2 separate regions of the Mus musculus genome follow, and region 1 is linked to region 2. Evidence: chromatin contacts called from public Micro-C data. All regions are on one chromosome and are shown on one strand. The core of a region is the stretch at or near the end of the contact, and the rest is flanking DNA. Distances in the headings are between cores, read along the strand shown. Region 1 holds the start of Slc9a9 (solute carrier family 9 (sodium/hydrogen exchanger), member 9). Region 2 has its middle 17 kb from the start of Gm39404.

Region 1 (3,330 bases), core at 430-2,929, 100 kb before region 2:
GGCTCAAGGGTAGGCTATCTCATGCTTTCCCTTCAGGACCATTCCTTGTTAACATCAGTCCATCACACGCTTAGCACATGAAAGGTGCCCTCATCTTGTTTCCCTGGAGCCCAGACATATAAAAGGGCCTCCTCCAAAAAGAAGGAGAAGTCAAAAAGTATGTTCTTTGCTATCCGTTTTGGCAGCCCTTGACTGTTCCCATTATGTTCAAAGCTGTTACCTTTTACTTGGTAGGATAAGGGTCATGAAGTCAGTTGGTAGTGAGACAATTTGTCTCAGTACCAGCTCAGTGCTAGTGCCTTGTAGCTCATCTTAATAAACTAGATAAACCAGGCTAGTCTGTACAAACTCCATAATCACATTTTATTAAACTTCCCAAAAATGATGGATGCCATGGTAACTTGCACAGAAAGAGCATCACTTTGGGAGGTTAAACCTTAAATTAAAACCTTTTTTCCCCTCTGTAGTTTAAAGAATTGGGTGTTCTTACTTATACATATTATTCCAGCACCCAGGAGGTTGAAGCAGGAAGATCACTGTGAGTCTGAGGCCAACCTTGTCTATAGAGTGAGACCTGTCTAAAATGAGAGAGAGAGAAAGGGGGAGAGAGAGGGAGAGAGAGAGGGAGAGAGAGAGGAGAGAGAGGGAGAGGGAGAGAGAGAGAGAGAGAGAGAGAGAGAGAGAGAGAGAGAGAGAGAGAGAGAAGTGTGTGTGTGGTGTGAGAACACAAATAAGTATTATAAACAAGACCATATTAAATCAGGCTAAGCAATGGAAAATGTTAAATAGGAAATTCTTGGTTTAACACTTTTATTATCAGAAGCTAAAATAGTGTTCACAGGATGAAAAAGGATTTGGACACAATTATTCCCATTACAAGGGTGGGGTCTGTTTCTACGAGTATTTCTTCTTGAAAATAGTTGAAAGGGTATTTCCTCCATGCAGTCTGAAGCCATTCCCTTAACTTTGCCTGGCTCCTCTGGCTGCCTGTGGAAGAGGCTGCGCTGACTGACTGCATTGCCACCACAACCTACTACCATGACTAGCGCTCCATGACTCCCCGCATGACAAAGGACTGCAGCTGTCAACAGACTCACATACTGTGCTGCCTCAGAGCCTGTCACTGTGACAGCTGCTCTGTGGTCAGGCGGAATTTCTGCCGCTCCTCTGGAAAGAGGTTAGCATCCCTAACACTGCGGCACCTCTCGCTGAGCTAATGACACTTCAATCAGCATGTTCCCCTCACTTTCTGCACTTTGCCATCTGAGCACAAGTCTCTAATTACTACGCCCAGGCAACAAGTTACACATCTACCCCACCATTTACACACTCACCATACACCATCGCCCCTCCAGTCTCATGCAAGAAGCGGAATCGGTGATTTTTAAATAACCAGATTGTTAAAATGGTAAGGATGAGCAAAAAATTAAACGCGAGTAGCTCCACTGCTCCCTGGTGTTGAAAATGATCTTCATCCTTCCCTGACGTAAACCGAAGCTGCCCAGCCATTCTCCACTCGACCGACTGTGATGCTCAGAGAAATCCCTGGACAAGGGATGAGCCCTTAGATGAGGGTTGCCTAGGATAGACTGGCGCCCACAGAATTTCAGAATAAACGCTGCTACTTTGTTGCTACTTCGCAAGCAATTCAGATGGCTTAGCATTCAGACCGGCTTCTCGTTACAACTTCCTGTTTCTCTCTTAAAGCAGCCCCGTCTCTTTTCAAACTCCAGAGGGTGGTTTCATCATAAAAGATTCTGTCTTTAAATGATTCACTCTGGAAAGAGATCTTCCACACTGGTCAAATCTGCCAGCAAGATGCTGATGTCCAGACTCGTGGCCCTCCTGTTTCCAGCATGATTTCTTAGTCTGTATGCAACTGGCAAATTGTACATTGATAGTAAGACAGTTCAACCCGGCACATCAATAGTTTTCAGATTCAAAAGGGCAAGTCCAGACCCTTAACTTCACCTACTCAGGTTTCTCCCCTCCCACCACAGCCTCCCAGGGGAGGATTGACAGGTATGATTTCACAGGACTATTTCTGAAGTTGAGAGGCACAGATCCAGTGCACGATTCTCTGACTTTTTATAATTGCCGGTCAACTAAAATAATCAAAAAGAAAAGTCTAGCCCCAGTCCTTTAACGGTGCTATTTAAATTTGTTGAAGAAAAAAAGGAAGAGAGATAGAGAAGGTGGAGGATGGAGGGAAGAAGGGAGGGAGGGAGAAAAGGGAGAGGGAGGTGTTTAAGACTGGTACCTCCAGTTCTTCTGCTTCCTAGGCAAACATCAAGATTTCCTTGTCTTTACCAATCAGTCACCATGCAGCCAGGTCTGCTGTGGAGACCCCCACATCTCACCACATGGTAAAATGGACGAGTGTTAATGTCTGGCTTCTATTCTGATAGAATTAGAATTCCATTTCTGTATTGTAAGGCACCCTGAAAAAAATATGACACTAAAGGCTTTGAGACAAACACATAATAATATTATGGTCTTACAGACCTGTAACTCTAGCGTTCAGGAAGCTGAGGCAAGAGGATCGCTGTGAATTCAAGGTCTCCCTGAGCTACATAGACACTGGAAGGTAACTACCCATCGGAAAGCTAATTTCCCACTCTGGGAGAGCATCAAGCACTCCAGTGCCTCAGCCTCTTTGCTTATGCAACTCCGAGCTGGAGTTGGTTTTCTCTGTGTGCTTGGCTCAGCAGGGGGCATCTGTGTGCACAGCAGATGTTTTTACCCATGGTCCCTTTTGGCACGCATCTCTGTGATGACTAATACTGGAGTTGTCTTGAAGCCTGTCAGCTATTGCTTGCAAGCATTTGCCAGCAGCCTCACCTTCCGTATTCAAAAACCCACAGGTGAGTCGTTAGATTTACAAGATAATGCAAATTCAAAAACGAGAGAACTTCCTGGTTTTGCTGCTTTTAAGGCAGACTTGCTCTTCGATTGTCTTACCACATCTCTTTCCCTCTTCCTGTGAAGAGACCCAGGAAGTGGGTGAGAAGGAGCAGGAGATTGTTTGCCTGACTCTACAAGCTTTTCAAAAGCTTTAAGCTTGCTGTTGAAATAAGGCAGTGTAGGAAGATGAAGGAATTGTGGGTAGAGAAAGGAAGGCCTCACCTGGAAGCCTGGCCCAAGCCTGCTGCCTGGAGCATGGAGAATGGCAGCACTGTCAACAGCAGTTGGCTAGGACGATTTGGAACAAAGACAGTATTTCTCGTCCATAGAGACGCTTCACTGGGAACATTAAAATGGAAAGCTGTTTTCTTGAGGCATAAGGACACATGGCCTCTCTACCTTTCCAGTTGTAAAAGCTAGGACTCT
Region 2 (3,229 bases), core at 236-2,735:
GACATGGTTGCTAAAGGAGTACTGGATTAAAGGAAATGTTCTAACATTTTAAGGACTCAAGAATTGTATATTAGTAAATAAATGCATATGTTGTGTATATGCTTGTAAATGCAAACCTCAAGGTTTGGAAACAGGAGTCAGGCTGCACAGTCCCCAAGTAGGAGAACAAATCTTTAATGATGGATAGAAAACATTCGAGCTAGAAGAGACAGCAGCTACTGGAGGAACTTCTGGTGTCATTCCCCAGAGCCTTCAAAGGCTGCACTTTAGCTCTTATGCAGAACGAGAATATTTTAAACAGAAAAGAGGAAATTATCCCAAGCAAAAATCATCAGCTGGACTATATCTTAAACAGAGAGATGGCTGGCTATATTTGATATCTCTTAATGGGAGTGCTGGTCTCATTTTTATGAAGGAAGAGAAATGATATAAAGGGGCGGCTCTTTGATGCTTATGTATATGATCACGGTCCCAATCAGAAGGGGTGGACATTTCTATGAAGCTTTTCCAGCAAGCTATTTGTGTTATTACCAACCAGAAACCTTTTTTTTTTAATTCCCCACTAGTCTCTGTCTCTGTCTTCCTTCCCTCCACTATCCCTTCCTGTTTCCCCCCCTTCAACCACCAACCTCCCCAGGGAAGGATGCACCCTGTTGACTGGCCCTCAATCACAGATGAAGAAAAAACTTCGATGAAGAAAAAGACTGTCCTTTGCTTCTGGAGGGATTGAACCAAAGAAAACTAACAAAGTCTAAGAAGTTAAAGTTCCATTATGGACCCATCCCTGGTCCAGACTGTCTCAATGACAAGCTCTGGCGGACATGTTCCCAACCCCTGATACTTTATATGTGTGCAGTTAGCCACTTGATAGATGAGCAAATTCAGAATACCGTTTTTGTTCCTTCCCTTTTCCACCCTGCTGTCCTAGCCACAGCATGTTTTTATGAAAGGACTTCAGGCAGTGTAAATCACAATAGAATCAGAAGTTGGAGAACCAATTGTTGCTTGGCAACTAGAGTCTCTGGCTTTGTCCATGAGTGTTGCCTATCATACTGTGTGTCCTTGGCTTTTTATTATTTTTATTTTTTATTTAACCTGTAATATATTTCCATTTCTAGAAATGCTTTGTTTTAGACTTGAAGGTGATGTTTGAAAGTGACTGTGTGGGCTGTTAGTGGCTTGTGGACACAATAAATTTGGAAGAGTTGGCTAAAAGTCAATTTTTATATGCAGTTGTTGTGACCACCTGTGGCTGTCTGTACCAAGTCAGCTGCCGCTCTCCTCGAGCAACTTCACATAACTGCTCCTCATCCATCAGTTAGTCCTATAGTTCTGACAAATGCTTCTATGCTCCAAGATAACCGTGTCTTCCTGACCACATTAGGGTGTCCAGAGAGTGTCTTTCTGATGGATGCTGAGATGTGTGATCTGGGACTTCCTCAGCAGCTGGGCATTCTATGAGGACAGGCACAAAGACAACGGATGAGTCACAGGGCACTCGGTAGCAGCTGTCTCACTCATTCTTGAGGTCTCTGTGGCTGAATTGTCCTGGGATTTGTGCTTAGGTATGTTAGAGCACACACAGCAGTGCTAGGCATGGATGATGGTGATTTGAACTGGGTTTCTATCAACTGAAGCATTTCTCATGAATTCATACTGGGGACAGTAGCATAGACCTTCCTAAGGCCTCTGATAAACATGCTCTTTCCAGGGTCTTATTCTCAGATTTAATATGTAAGAACACAGGCAAATCTGCAGATGAATCTAAGGTACAGATGTTTAATTACTGGGAGGAGCAAGAATTCTCAGGACAGAGAGCTCACTCAGAACAGCCAGGGCCATAGAACACTTGTTTGTTTTTCCTGTGTTTGAACTGTATCAGAATATTTTTTCTATCAATCCAGTGTTTCATGTCTGTCTGTCCAGGAACCTGGGTTGGGAGTTTGCAAGATGAGAAAGTTAGGGACAGGGAATGGCCTGTCCATACCTATACTATTTGGTTTTCTTATTGGCAATGAATTTGAGCTCTAAATATTTACATAAAACATATGTAATGAATAGTTTTATCTTAAAATCGTAAGAGTGCTTTCTCAGGTTTTAACTAAAACATTCCATCATTGTAAGTTTGCATAGGAACCATATGGCTAAAATGAGCTACTTACAGCTAGATCACCCAGTGAGCATAATAAATATTGACCAAGTGTTGGTTGTTTGAGGGCCTTTTCTGTAAATGCCACTGCCTGCTCCAGCACCCTTATTTGAACAAGTTCAAGTAAACATTAACTGGGATATGTTTTAGTTCTGCATGTGCTGTGAAAATTAATGATTCAACATATTCAATAAAAGACCATTTGGGGGGCATCCCTTGGAGAAAAGCAGGAAATGGAATGAAAATTAGATAGTAGGTAGAGTTCGAGGGGTGATAATGGGTGAAGGGAAGCTACTAGCATCCTCAGGACCCTGTGAATGGCTCAAAGATGCCTACCAATGATGAAGTAGTGTTCTGAGATGCATGTTCAACCCTTGAAGTAAGCATGTCAGGGGGAAATGTCTCACTCTTTAACTGTTATCACATACAAATGTTAGTGTGGATATCTCCTCTTATTTAATGGTTCTAAAATTCTATTTATTTATTTATTTATTTACTGAGTTCATCTGTACTCTAGTATAAATGCTTGAAGTAAGCATGTTAGGGGGAAATGTCTCACTCTTTAACTGTTATCACATACAAATGTTAATGTGGATATCTCCTCTTATTTAATGGTTCTAAAATTCTATTTATTTATTTATTTATTTACTTACTTACTGAGTTCATCTGTACCCTAGTATAAATGCCTCCCTTCCAAACAGCATCTGATGCTCAGAGGGATAGAAAAAGAAGAAGAAGAAGAAGAAGAAGAAGAAGAAGAAGAAGAAGAAGAAGAAGAAGAAGAAGAAGAGGAGGAGGAGGAGGAGGAGGAGGAGGAGGAGGAGGAGGAGGAGGAGGAGGAGGAGGAGGAGGAGGAGGAGGAGGAAGAGGAGGAGGAGGAAGAGGAGGAGGAGGAAGAGGAGGAGGAGGAGGAGGAGGAGGAAGAAAAAGTCATCTTGTGGCCCATTGCTAGCTCCCACTTCAGATCTACTTTCTCCTTCTTCGTTAGGAATCAGGTTTTGACTGGGCAGAACTAGAGATTGCATTCCTCAGTGCACCTTATTGTTGGTTATGGTCAAGTGATAAAATTTAAGCCAATGA

The links. Hi-C and Micro-C count contacts between places; a contact is called where the count stands out from the background.
Region 1: a contact with region 2 is called in a Micro-C map of muscle stem cells, with 2.9 times the contacts expected there. The contact joins the promoter of Slc9a9 here to the enhancer-like site in region 2. A contact is called at or near these places in 1 of 484 Hi-C or Micro-C datasets (muscle stem cells), 1 of 115 datasets of contacts at active chromatin or transcription factors (embryonic stem cells) and 2 of 9 other capture datasets (adipose tissue and pancreatic islet).

What each region holds. Positions count from the first base shown.
Region 1 is chr9:94,668,241-94,671,570 of GRCm38.p6, reverse strand. It overlaps Slc9a9 (solute carrier family 9 (sodium/hydrogen exchanger), member 9), which reads right to left and starts at 1,679. Exons shown (of 16, transcript NM_177909.5): 1 at 1,335-1,679. The coding sequence starts at 1,509.
Region 2 is chr9:94,566,182-94,569,410 of GRCm38.p6, reverse strand. No RefSeq gene overlaps it. Among named protein-coding and RNA genes, the nearest start is that of Gm39404, 17 kb to the left of the region's middle. Within about 2 kb of position 1,485, at least 15 of the 459 cell types and tissues checked have an H3K27ac peak or open chromatin away from gene starts, as enhancers often do. A contact at or near this core is called in muscle stem cells, where this site is marked.